Regions from separate parts of the Hordeum vulgare genome. Here region 2 is linked to region 1. A link is a contact called in public Hi-C data. All regions are on one chromosome and are shown on one strand. Each heading gives the region's core, a stretch centred on a gene start, on an enhancer-like site or on the middle of the called end of the contact. The rest is flanking DNA. Distances are from core to core; before and after follow the strand shown. Region 1 holds the start of LOC123449144 (V-type proton ATPase subunit a3-like). Region 2 holds the start of LOC123449146 (protein SPA, chloroplastic).

Region 1 (7,130 bases), core at 3,457-5,956:
TCTAGAGATGTGGGGGTTTAGGTTTCACTAATCTATCTGTTATGAATACATGTTTGCTTAGTAAATGGATTTGGAAACTTGAAAACAAATAAGGTCATTGGCAGAAACCGATTAGAAAGAAATATCTAAGTAATGACACATTATCTCAATGTAAATTGAAGCCTATCCATTCCCATTTTCTAGATTGGGCCGATGAAGGTGAAAGACATGTTCCTTAAGTTTTGTATAAGTAAAGTAGGAAATGGGCAAAGCACTAGATTTTCGGAAGATTAATGGCATGGTAATGCTAGTTTTGTTGCTAAACATCCTAGATTATATGTTCTATTAATAATAGGAATGTTATAGTAAACATTTTTTTACTAAATTCTGGACTAGTTTTAGTTTCATAAGAAATCTTGGGTGGTGGAGGATGGGTATCATGTGGTGCTTGATGATGAGTGCGATAGATATGTATGGACCTTGACTAAATCAGGAGCGAAGTCGATGTATAATGCTATCAAGGCTAGGAAGGTGTGGTGCCATTTTTTAAACTGTAATGAAGCCCCCCCCCCCCTCAAAACTAAAGTCTTCTTGTGGCCGATTAGTAAGAAATGCATACTGACTAAGGATGTATTGTTAAATAAAGGTCGGAAGGGTAGTGCAACCAATATATTTTGTAACTCTAGAGAGGGTATTGATCATCTCTTCTTCTCATGTCGTGTGGCTAGGTAAGTATGGAATGTGATCAAGCGTGCATTTAATTTGTAAGAAACTCCTGGTGCTTTTGAAGATATACCAGTTTGGTTTGGTAATTTTCCCATTATAGTAGTGTGATTGATCTGAAAGTATAGAAACAATGCATGTTTTGATGGGATTATGCCTTTAGACCCTACCGACATTGCATGTCGAATATCATGATATATACACCATTGTCTAGATTGCACACACAACAAGTTCGAGACCTTTGTTGCAGCATGACAAGCATGCTGGTCATGGTGGCCCATGATTTCTTCAATCTCATGCAAGGATGGGCGCCTACCATTGCCATTCCTAGTCTTGGAGGCCCTTGAAAAGACAAGACTTTTGATGGACACGGTGACAGTTCCTAGTTATTGCTGGTTTGTTCATAGGTTCTGCTGATATATGTGTCTTGCTGGTTGTTCCTAGGCTTAGATTTTGTATATTTACCTTGATGATTGTTTTTAGGACCTTCTTATATCTTTCGCGTGCACGCACGTGTGTGTGTGTGTGACATATAATTGTGTCTTGGGTGGTTTAGTTGTTATATTTTGTTGGTTGTTGAAGTTGGGTGTTTCTTTAGCTTGGCACATTGGTTTGTAGTTGTGCCCATGGGTGGATTTTGGTGGAACTTGAAGAATTGGTGGTTGTTTTATTAGCTCTATATCAAAATGAAATTGGGAGCTTGAGCTCCTTTGTTAAAAAGACACTTTTGTAGTGATTTTGATACTATTGAATTTGATTATTAAACGCGCACAATGATGCCCTCTAGAGTATAGAAAATTTACACAAGATTATTTTGAGGAAATATGTGAACATACGAGCGGGTTGCATTCCCAAAGTTTTTTTTTGAAATCAAACTCCCAAGGCTGGGGCTCCTATATATCGCGCTTGGCTTCAAATAGACATGCACACGCACGGAGCTATGCCTGGCTAGGCCGACCCAAGTAGAGCCGTGAACGCTCATCCGCATCGATCTAGATGGCTACCGTAGCGACCAAAATATAATCATTGAACGCTACTGTAGCGAGCCAAACAAAGCTCGGTTTTTGTCTTCTTTTTTATTTCAAACATCTTTTTGAAATTTCCAAACATTTTTAGAAAAACAAATATTTATGAACAAAATTTTAAAATGGTAACATTTTTTTTAAATCGCGAGCATTTTTTTGAAAAACACAAACAATTTTTTAAATTCACGATTCTTTTTGAATAGCGATCATTTTTTGTAATCAGGAACAAATTTAGGATATTGCCCAATAGTTCTCAAAACAAGATTTTTTGTTGAATTAAAAAAAATCTGGAAACATGAGTTTGTTTGAAAATTCAAAATATTTTAAATTTCCAAACAATTTTTGAAATTTCAGAACATTTTGTTAAAAAGATTTTTTAAAGGAAAACCCTTGATAAAACCATAAAAAACAACAGGAAATGAAAAAACCAAAAAACTGAACAATGTCTTTAGAAACCGATACCTTCTAAAAGGTTGCTAAAACCAAGAAAACAAAAATCTGACTAAATGAGCTGATTTTGTCGGCTCTGTGCAAAAAGATAACAACACGATGTACCGAGCATCACATAGGAAATTCGCAAGGGTGTATGTACACCAAGTCTCAAGGTGTAAGCCCAGGGCCGGGCCCACAGTGGTGCATACTGTGCGGCCCGCACAAGGCCCAAAATTCTGAGGGGTCCAAATTTTTTTAGGTAGGCCTTGTATTAGAAAAAACCTATGGACAACTGGCCAGTGGGACGCTGGGCGCTGCTCCCGCTAGAGCGAGCCAGCGAGGATACGATGTGCGACACTGCTGCTTTCATTTTTTCTGGATCGATCAATGGACCGCTGCTCCTGCTGATTCCGCTGAGCCAGGCCATCGATCGCTGTGAGGGTGCGATGTGCCCTGCTGCCGCTTCCTCTTTTTCGGATCAAACGCCACAAGCACATCGCCTCCTCGTCGCCTTGTCTCCTCCTCATCGGCTCGTCGCCTCGCCGCTCATCGCTCGTCGCCTCGTACAGGTACAACCGCAGACTACATGGACAGACCCTTGTACAGACTCAAGACTACAAAGACTAGATACTATAAGCGCAAGAGACATGCCCCTATACAGACTACAAACTACTTCGTCGCTCTTCGCGTTGTTCGATTGATCTTCAAGTTTTTTTATTAATCGTTTTTATCTTTTGTTTCAACAATGCAGATTTGAGCAATATGAAGGTTACGAGAAATTTTTTGGTTTCTTATTTACTTCTGAAAGTTTGAAATCTTTTGGTGTTAATCTTGAGGCTGCCCTTATGAAGGATAAACAATCTGATGTTGATGACAATGATCTATTTGTTGAGTTGAAGTTTCTTCAAATTTCATGCCAAAAGAAAATATCGGACCCGTTAAAATTCTGAATTTTCTAAAGCATCATGATTGTTTTTCCAATGCATGTATTGTATATAGAGTTCTGCTGACCATTCCTGTGACAGTGGCATCGACAAAAATAAGTTTTTCTAAATTAAACCTATTGAAGTCCTATGTGCATGCTACTATGATACAACAAAGATTCAATGATTTGGCCATAATAGCACTTGAGAGTGATGTGTTGGAAAAGATTGATTACGAGGATATCACTGAAGATTTAATTTCAAAGAATAGTAAAAGAATGAAGATGTTCAAATAAATAGCAACCCGTAGTTGGATATGCATAACTTTTTTATATGCCAATTATTATGCAAGACATTATAATACATATGTTATAAAAAATTTCTACGATATATATACATTATAATTACTCGTTAGTTTTTTGTGAGATAGGATCCCAACTTTTAGTTTCGTATAGGGCCCCGGATTTTGCCGGCCCTGGTAAGCCCAAGACTGATTGTTCTTTTGCATAGAACGATGTTTCAAGCTGGTCTGTTACAAGCCCAAGTCTGATTGTTCTTTCGTATGTTATATGCTTCATAGCATAAGATAAATATAAAGATTAACCTTTGACGAGCGAGCGGAGTGAGACCCATCGTTGATAGGCTTGAACCAAAGCGAAGCATAACGAACTTTGCTATATCGAACAGGTTACAAATGTCGGGGATTTATAATTGTTCAGAATATCTCATTGTGACGGTTCATAAAGGATATATATATAACATAGGTGATCGAGCTTAATACTTCTTTGTGGATGCTTCGCCTAGCTTCGGTTCAAGCCTACCGATAATGGGCCTTACTTCGCTCGCTTGTTAGAAATTTGTCTTTATCCTTTATATTTAAATTTGAAAATAACATAACAATGAGCATATGGGAGTCACTAAGAGTATATGACCTACCTATTTCACCCGTTAAACACGTTTTAGTTTGTTTGTTGATTTATTTTAATTCATATGTAATTATATTAAAATGTTATGAAGAGATGAAGTACTTCCAAAAAAATAAAACCATCGTCTGTTTTTTTTTCTGAACATAGTATAAACGCAAACGCTTAAATACACGCGCATACACTCACCGTTATGAAAACGCACACACACCCTACTCATATGAGCACCTTCAAAAGACCAAGCTAACATATCATGTTGAGATTTACGAAGCCACCGTACGCGCCTCGTCATCGACGAGAAACGTCTCCTTTCACACGAGGACTTGAATCTCAATTAACTGAAAATATCATTATCCCTTTAACCATCAACTAACAAGGTTTGCAACCATCCTCCGCTCTTGAAAGAAAGAAGAGCGTTTACAGCCTCTTACCAGCTGCCTCTACGTGCCATCCTCCCTCACCGATCGGATATCAGGTCTGGACCGACACGACACGACACGTTGATCGACCCCACCTACCAGCCTCACACCCCTCCCTCCCTCCCCCTCGTCGAAATCCAGATCCTTCATCACGCTAAAAAAAAAATCCAGATCCTTCTGACAGCTACGAACTCTTCCAATCACAAACGCAAACTGGTTTCCGGAAAAGCAAAAAATCACAGCACAAAACCGCCCCCCCCCTCCCCTCTGACCTCTGGGCCCTGCGCGTATCGGTCCCTCCCCGCCCAGCCACGTCTCGGCATAATAGCACATGGTCGACAGGACCCGGCCTGTCTCATCCTCCTCTCGCCCCCTCCCTGCTCCGCACGACGCGAAACCGATCGGGGCCGCGCTGCTCGCCGCCCGCCCATCCCCGCCGGAGAGGAGGAGGAGGAGGAGGAGCCTTCGCCCGCCGCGGGCCTGCACGCCATGGCGCGCAGCGGAGGGGGCTGCTGCCCCTCGATGGATCTGATGCGGTCGGAGGCGATGCAGCTCCTGCAGGTCATTATCCCCACCGAGTCCGCGCACCTCGCCGTCTCCCACCTCGGCGATCTGGGCCTCATCCAGTTCAAAGACGTGAGTCCGCCGTCTCCTCCCGCCCTCGATTTTAGCTGTCTGGCTTGGTTTCGCCGGAGGATCTGGCCGGTGCCTGCCCCCGATGCGCCGATCTGAGCTGGTCGCTCCTCGCTAGGGTTCCGTGCTTGCGATTCCCTCGGAATTGGCAGTGGTTCACAGATGACATTGCGAATTTGGGAGCTAAGACTTTTTGTGCGGCGTAATTATTCGCTGTGTATTACTGCCTCTCTACCAAAATCTAAGACGTTTTTGTAGGCTAAACTAGTACGGAGGGAGTATATTGTTATACCACACGTAGCCATCGGAGTTGTGCTCTGCAGGTTTGCATTGCCGTGACCCGTGTTTGCTACTCCCTCCGTTCCTAAATATAAGACATTTTAGAAATCTCACTATAGACTGGATACAGAGCAAAATGAATGAATCTACATTTAAAATGTGACTACATTCATTTGTATGTAGTTCATAGTAAAATCTCTAAAATGTCTTATATTTAGGAACGGAGGGAGTAGGTAGCAGGGGTATGCTCTTTAATCGGGAATTCTCTGCCTTGCTCAAGTGCACATGATTATTAGATCATGGAACTCGCGCGTGCATTTTCTTGCTTGTGAACTGTTATATGTGCTATGTGCGGATTTTGTTTTTTGGCTGCTTCCCTGCTGTGAATCTGATGTTTATTTTTTCTTCTCCCAGCTCAACGCAGACAAAAGCCCGTTTCAACGCACCTACGCTGCACAGGTACATTGCTCGTTTATGAGAACACATTTATCTTAATTTATGTTTTCACCATCTGCTTAAAACCTTATCACAACAGTTTTATTGGTTTGCTTTAATTATACCCGCCTTGGCCGTCGTGCATGTATATAATATGGCCAAAAGACTATATATCTGTGTTTAGTGTGATAATTATCACCGTCTCTTTGCTGCTCTGACTTAACTCCTTGCAGATCAAAAGGTGTGCTGAAATGTCCCGCAAGTTGAGATTTTTTAAGGAACAGATGTCGAAAGCTGGAATACAAGTTCCTCCCATGCAATCAACCGAAACTCCTCTAGATTTTGATGACATGGAGGTATGATAATCAGTGAGATACCCCTTATCGTGTGCAACTTATAAATCTTAAAGTTGATCTTTCTAACACTTCCTGAGGAACAGGTAAAGCTTGGAGAGCTGGAAGCTGAACTAACTGAAGTAAATGCAAACGATGAAAAATTACAGCGAGCCCACAACGAGCTACTGGAGTACAGTACTGTTCTTCAAAAGGTATAGCTACTTAGCCTTGTAGTTATAGTAATTATTCTTGAACGCAAGTGCATATATTGCAGCATGTACGCATGCTGTATCAGTTGCACACATATTTGCTACTAGCAAAGTGCCTGTATGTCGCAATAGATACAAAATAGACTGATTCATGTTCACAAACTTGAATAAAAATCACCCTAGTTTTGGTAATATACATATATACACTAAAAATATGTTATGTTTTACGCAAAATTTATTCCTCTTATCTGTTTGGATGAAGCGGGCTAGGGATTGACCTTGTATAGACTTCAGGGGATTTCTGTAAATATGGAGCAGAGTGGCGGGGGCCTTTTTGCAAAATAAAACCACAGTTCACCTCGTACTCCTTCCGCAAAGAAATATAAGAGCATTTAGATCACTATAAAGTAGTGATCTAAATGACCCCTTATATTTCTTTAGAGGGAGTATGTGTTAGATACACATCGGAGGGTCAGAAATGATGGACGACACACACCATCATCACCGAGTCTTCTATAGGAGTAGAGATGTCTATCGTTACCTCAGTTTGAATTACTTCAAGATTTATGTTATGGGGTTAGACATTTCATAAATGTTTTAAGCTAATTACTTTTGATTTGTGTGTTAAGATAGTAAGGTCTCAAGACCAGTATTTGAATGGGCAGTAGTATCTTTTTTGCCATGCCGAGAAACAATGTTTGATATGTATCACATGGGAGGTTTGAGAGATAAACTGTTAGCTAAACCATATATGTGTGTGGATGTTGGGTGGGGTGTGGGTTGACAATACTGTCACGAACAGGAAAAATTGTATC
Region 2 (6,617 bases), core at 2,140-4,639, 360 kb before region 1:
GCCGCTCTCTAACGCCGCGCAGGTCTCGCGGTAGGCTTCATCACAACATCAGGCTGCATGGATGAGGACGTCACCGTTGAGGTAATATTCATTGGCTTGTCCGCAGCTAGCATCTCCGTGCAGTCATCATCCTCGTCGTCATCACCAGCGAGCACCCAAAAATGACCTTCGAACCTCATTCGCTCGAACCCCACAACAAGCGAATCCGCGGTCAAATCAAGAACCTCCGCCGGGGGTGAGGTCGACTCTAGGACCATCGGAATCTGATCCCGCACCATAACAGAGTAGATATCAATCTTTCGCAATCCCCCATTAGCGATCTTTTCCTTCACCTGCAAGTACTTCCCCGCCAGAATGTCCCCGTCCCGATCCCAGACGGTGATCCACCTCGATGGATAGGAGAGCTCCACGAATCCCTCACAACAATATCCCGGCAGAATCTCATCGTCTAACGTGTACCAAAAGCACCACCGTTCCGTCGTGGACAGCGGTGTCGCCGTACTCGTCGCCGAAGTCACGGATGGAACTGGATCGGAGATCCCATCGGACCTCGATAACACCACAGGCAGAGAAGCAGGCGGCAAAAGTGCCCCCCCCCCCCCCCCCCCGCATCGGGCGAACGAGGCGGCGGTGGCAGGAGGCCACCCGCAGTCGCCTTCGCAATCGCCCTCCTAGTTGCCATCTTTGTTTATATGTGGTCTAAAAATGGGGAGAATTTCACTTCTCGGCTTCTCCACCAATTAGGGATGCATACAACCATATTAGTACGAGTACGAGGATAAACATGGTCCTCAGAATATTTTATAAATGAGTATCAAGATACTTCTTGATGAGTAGTTCCACCATACACCAAACTTGATCCTCAATAAATGGGGAGAAAACCCCTGTGCATCACCTGTCAATTCTAGGAATTGAATTCGGGTTGTTAGGCTGCACAACCGCATGCCCAACACACGATGTGACATGCATTGAAAATGTCCAACAAAAATTTATCATCTTTGCCCACTCACAAGGATGGTCATTTTCAGACATAGAAAGAGTGTGCATGTACATCCATACATATTTACCAAAAAAGAGAGAAAATATAATACAACACAAAACAATCAGATCATCCATGATGGACACATCGTCACCATGAATGCAGCATCATCCTTAGATCAGATTCCTCATCTTACCGTCGTTAGCCAGTAATGACAAGATCTTCAGTCATCATCATCCTTGAACTCCCTGGTTAGTCAACCAAATAAAGAAACCATCAGACATCTCCTTCGTTCAAGCTACATTCATTTATTCGGAATATTGCCACTTAGAGAAAATGTTTGAGCATAGAAACGGGTATATTCAGTACTTCTGCTATCAAGGAGAAGCATAAAAGGCAAGGTCCGCATGACAGGATCCTATACATTGTGACAAATACTATGGGCCAGCTTTAGCTATGTAATTTTGTCATCTCTACATGAAAGATCCACATTATGATGGATTCAAATAATTTTTATGTGTTAAGCATGCTTTCATTTTGGTAATTCAATAGTACCACACTCTGAAAGTTCTTAAATAAATTAGCATGGTGTTATTCCACAGACAAACATATATGAAAACATTAAGAACAACCCATTACCTGCGATCAAGATAGCGTGGCTGAATGCCACTACCTTGGCATGTGGTGCATGTCAATGATCCAATGCCATCGCAGTTGACACACTTTGATACTTCAGATTCACCATTGCCAATTACTACAGTAACCGTCCCCGCTCCGGTGCAAAACCTGCATACCTCTGGAAAATCAACAATTTCTTTTCAACATTCTGATCTACTAGATGCTGACATAGAGAAAAAGGAAAAGAATAATGTGTGCGGCATGCACCATTAAGAGAATAGTCTAAGTTGTTGAAAATCACAAGTAGAACATTTGATTCTTTTTTATCTAACGATTTAAGGGAGGAGAAAGCTTGTCATTTGACAACATGCTCTTTTAATATCATCAGCTTCGTTGCTTAACGTCTTGTGCAATCAAAACATATTTGAAGAAATATTAAAATTCCTTTATTAAGTTTGGCGACTAAATTCTACCAACGCCGCCTGGTTCTATTGCCACCTCAAACTAAAACTAGCTGGAAACATTGTGTGGTCGAGGAAGAGAAGGTTGTGTTATATAGGAGTAGAAAACACTACAGCTTATTCTGCCTGGCATGGAAGATGCCACATATAGTTGAACCAAGTTACTATTGGATATACTGTTTTGCAAAAAAGAAGATGATTTTTTCTTCAAGAAACAGGTCGTGGCCCAATTCCATTTCAGCGGGTGAAACAATGAATACATCAGTTCAATTATTCAGTTAACATAGGCGCAATAGTTTCTATTCAGTTAACATCCACCTTACAAGGCACGAAAGAACTACCAAACATGGAGAGCAAAAAGAATACAAGTGTGAAAATGATCAAAATGCATGCTAAACTACCCGGTTGGTACATCTTATATGGAATTTTCCTATCAAACACAAGTTTAACACTTCCAAATTCCAGCAGTTCGTCTCATTTTACATGAGTGCACCGTGCCATTGAAAGGGACATATTAAAAGTTTGAAGAGTGATGCAAATTAGGACATGAATCAAAGGGCGTAATCACGTACGCGCGCCCGAGCCGCTGCAGGGGAAGCACGGCTGGTTGTTGTCTCTCTTTGCCTGCATTGGAGAAATTCAAAATGACATTTTTCATCAATGCAAGGGTGCAGTTTAGGCACATTCAGTTTCAGTCAACGTGTTTCAAAAGTGCAACTCCTAATCTTATGTTACTTCAGCAAACTTAATTGCCCAAATACCGTTCTTGCTTCAGAAAAAAAAACTAATGATCCACCAACTGCATGCTTGATCACAGGAAACAATTGGCTAATGTATACTGATAGTAAAGCACTCACGGAATTGTCGATTTGATTCTCGTAGAAAATCGGGATTCCTATCCCGGCGGCGACGCTGACGACGCCGACAGTTATGGCCACAACCTGAAGAACCAAGAAACCGCTCGTTATAACTCGGCAGGAAATCAAGTGGTATCCTCCACAGAACGGGCGTTGTAGCCCTTTTGGGCGCACCGTGTTCTGGTCGAACTCGATGGCCTGGATACGTGGGTACCGCGCGCCGGGTCTCCGCCGCCGCGGATGCACCGCCATGCTGGTGGGCGAGCATGGCGTGGAGGAGAGGAAGGAGTAAGCGGTGGTGAGTCGGGAGGAGGTGGTGGTCATGGCCATAGAGATGCGTCGCCCGTTGGACGCTGCTGCTTCAGATGCCTGGGCAAGCACGCACGGTGATCATGGGTAGCCGCAGCCGGACACAACGCCACACTTCTCACCCCTTGCGGGCGCTGGTGGCCAGGGCTTGGTCTTTTCGGATATGGGCATTATCCGTTCTGGAAGTTTGCTAGCCTCAGAAAACACTACCCTTGGAATGGAGGCAGAGCAGCTGGGTCGCTGATCACTCTGCTTAATTGGACGGAGCTGTTAATCTGACCATCCAACGGTGAGCTCGTCAGAATATATATCCCATATGGTAGCCGGACCGATTATTAGTTGGGAAACAGGCGGGCCGCGGGATCCATCGACATTCCTCGCGCATCCCTCCCCTTCCTCCTTCACGCGCAGCCCATCCGCCACACGTCATGGCGTCGTCGCAGCTCCGACCACCCGTGCACAAAGGCGATATCGCAACTCCTCCACCCAATCTGCACTATCGGTCACCGTCGTAACCGGCCCTCTTGCCCCCCATAGATCTTCCTCTCTTTGTTCAGGACCAAAGGCGTAACTTGCTACATGCTTCAACCGGCATTAAAATTTGCTACAACCGACACCCCATTTTGCTATCACCGGTGTCGCATTTTGCTACATTGCACATGGCGTCGTGATTTTTTGCTACAACCGACGACATGGCAAGCTGCATCCCCTCTCTCTATCTCAACTGCTCCATGAAGAGCGGAGCTGCAACGGGCATGGCCGATGAAGTTGCGTTCATAGCCGAAGGCCTAATTTGCTACATGCTTCAACCGGCATCAAAATTTGCTATAACCGGCACCGTATTTTGCTACCACCGGTGTCGCATTTTGCTACATCGCACATGACGTCGCGATTTTTTGCTATAACCGGTGTTTTATTTTGCTACAACCGACAAATGGCAAGCTGCATCCCCTCCCTCAACTGCTGCATGGAGAGCGGAGGCGAGCTTCAAGGCCCGCGGAGAGCTCTTCTATGGCGGGGGAGAGGCGGGGTCAACGGGGTCCCGTGGTCGTGCTGCGTGATGCAGTGATAGTGGGCGGTCGCCATTACCTGCGGTGTTTCTTCATATCTGAACGCGAACGGATGATAAGGAAGAAAACAACGTGGATGGATGAGAATCTAACGGCTCGGGTGGGCTAATCGGATGACTAGGACGCGACCGGCTGAAAGGTTTAGGCCGGTGTGCTGACGCCTATCAGTCCCATTATTAGTTTCAAAAGAACAGAAAGTTTAATCTAAGAACATCTTCAACAACAGTTGTATACTACTGAAACATATGTTTGTGTGTTGCAACGAAAGAGTTAATCGATGTGTCCACCGAAACAACCATCAACACGGCAGAACAACATACAATTGGTGCTAACAGAAATTCCTATAAGTAATTCTACATTAACAAGCATGATACACATATAATATTGTTGGTATGGTATTTGTACGACGATTCTGATCTTAAAGAGTCTAATATTTAAATATTCTATACCAAGTCATTATTTTTAAGTTGAAACAATGCTTGAAATTTGCATGTCATGAAAAAATCTTAATAAAAGGGTTCGTTAAACGTGTTTTACGCCATCTCTTCATATGCTTGAAGATCAATAAAAAATGTCTACGTCTAAACGAAGCGGCCCTAATTTGTTGCATGCAACTCGACGCTTACATAGTGCCTTTCATCTTTTTCTTTGCGTTATTTTTGTTGCACATTACGGTCTCACACAGAGCCTTCATTTTTTATTCATAAATAGCCCAACTCAATTGGTTGCAACCTTCTAAATAGTGGTCGAGGTCTCAGGCTCGAGACCACTGAAATAAATTATTATTTTCTGCGGCAGGGTTCTTTATCACATTATGATCAGCAATGGTCTCTGCAGGAAAATACTCAATTGCACTGGGGCGGGCCCATTGCCTATGTATGAGACTTGTGATCCATGAGTCAAATAAATCAAAGCCAAATGACTGACGATTTTTTTTCCTGTTTTTATTATTTACGTATGAAAAAACAGGAGTAAGAAACATATGTTATATATATAAGTATAGAAAAGAAAAGTACTAACTAAGGATGCATCATAAAAATAATTTAAAAAATGATCCACGTGCAAGATAATATCATATTTAGAATCTGTACATTTTTTCTAAGTGATTTCCATATATAACATGTTAAATTTGAATTTAGCGTTTAGAAGATATGAAATTTTCAAAAATATTTCAAAAAAATACTTTAATCTGCGGAGAAAAAACTTAGAAGAAAGGTAGATTAGCCGAAATTTGAATTGTGTAGTGCATTTGCTAAGGACATCTGGTGAGGCAGATCTATTTTACGCCTATAGAAATTCAAGGAGAAAAGGCAGAAAAAAGAGGGAGAGAATGTGGGATTGAACCCAGGTCTACCGGGGAGCCATGCCCTAGCTAGTCGGATGCTTATACAATTATGACAATTTGAGGGCATGGATGTACTTGATCCAAACGCAACCAACGACTACGAAATAAGTAAAGCATGTTTGCCACTTACGGATGGCATTGGTGAGTAATAATTTGCAACTTTGAGGGTAATTTTTATGACATGTCGCCAGAAGCAATAGCCCTTTTATTATTAGGTACATATGTTTTAGAGAACGGTTGTATACTTGGGGCATTAAACTGGTAATATGTGTAGAGGGAGAGAGATAGTTTTTTGGGGACCAAAAGTGTGTGCTTTTCCGGCAGCCCTAAAATTTGAGAACCACATGAAACATGATGATCCGGCGGCAGAGAGGCCGGAAGGCGGATCCGGTGACTATGGAATCTGATGGTAGGGCAGTTCAAGGACGGTGTCTCGGTGCGCGCGCCGGGGGGAGGGGGGTGCAAAGGCGGATCTGTCGGTGTCGAGCATGGTGGGATGACAAAAGTCGGTGGACCAGGGCAGCCACGACGCGAGCTCTACGTGGTTAGGGCGGTCGTGGTCGACGGTGCCCACAGGCGGGATAGGACAAACGGGTTCACATTGGTCGGCGGCCCGAAACACTTTTTGCGTCGCCGCAAGTCTCTATTCCACCATGAGGCCATCTCGAGCCCATTTCGGGTGCCCTGTCGGAGGGGGGATCGATCACAGAGGGCATATACATCATCCTTGCTGCTCCCATGGTGATGTGAGAGTAGTTCACCCCCGACCTACGGGGCCGTAGTTAGTACCTAGATGGCTATCTCTCTCTCTTGATCTTCAATACAATGATCATCGCATCTTCGATTTGATATGTGTGACGTAATTCTTTTTTGCGGTGCATTTGTTGGGATCTGATGAATTGTAGGTTTATGTTCAGATTATTCATGAAAAATGAGTCTTCTATGAATTCTATTATGATTCTTATGTGCATGATCATC

Evidence for each region. A called contact is a pair of places that touch in the nucleus more often than the background predicts.
Region 2: a contact with region 1 is called in a Hi-C map of leaf, with 2.6 times the contacts expected there. The contact joins the promoter of LOC123449146 here to the promoter of LOC123449144 in region 1. A contact is called at or near these places in 3 of 6 Hi-C or Micro-C datasets (leaf and seedling).

What each region holds. Positions count from the first base shown.
Region 1 is chr4H:499,579,693-499,586,822 of MorexV3_pseudomolecules_assembly, reverse strand. LOC123449144 (V-type proton ATPase subunit a3-like) reads left to right here and starts at 4,706. Exons shown (of 18, transcript XM_045126245.1): 1 at 4,706-5,060; 2 at 5,751-5,795; 3 at 6,005-6,127; 4 at 6,211-6,318. The coding sequence starts at 4,914.
Region 2 is chr4H:499,935,799-499,942,415 of MorexV3_pseudomolecules_assembly, reverse strand. It overlaps LOC123449146 (protein SPA, chloroplastic), which reads right to left and starts at 3,389. Exons shown (of 5, transcript XM_045126247.1): 1 at 3,090-3,389; 2 at 2,916-2,999; 3 at 2,631-2,682; 4 at 1,619-1,775; 5 at 969-1,227. The coding sequence starts at 3,245. The coding sequence ends at 1,203.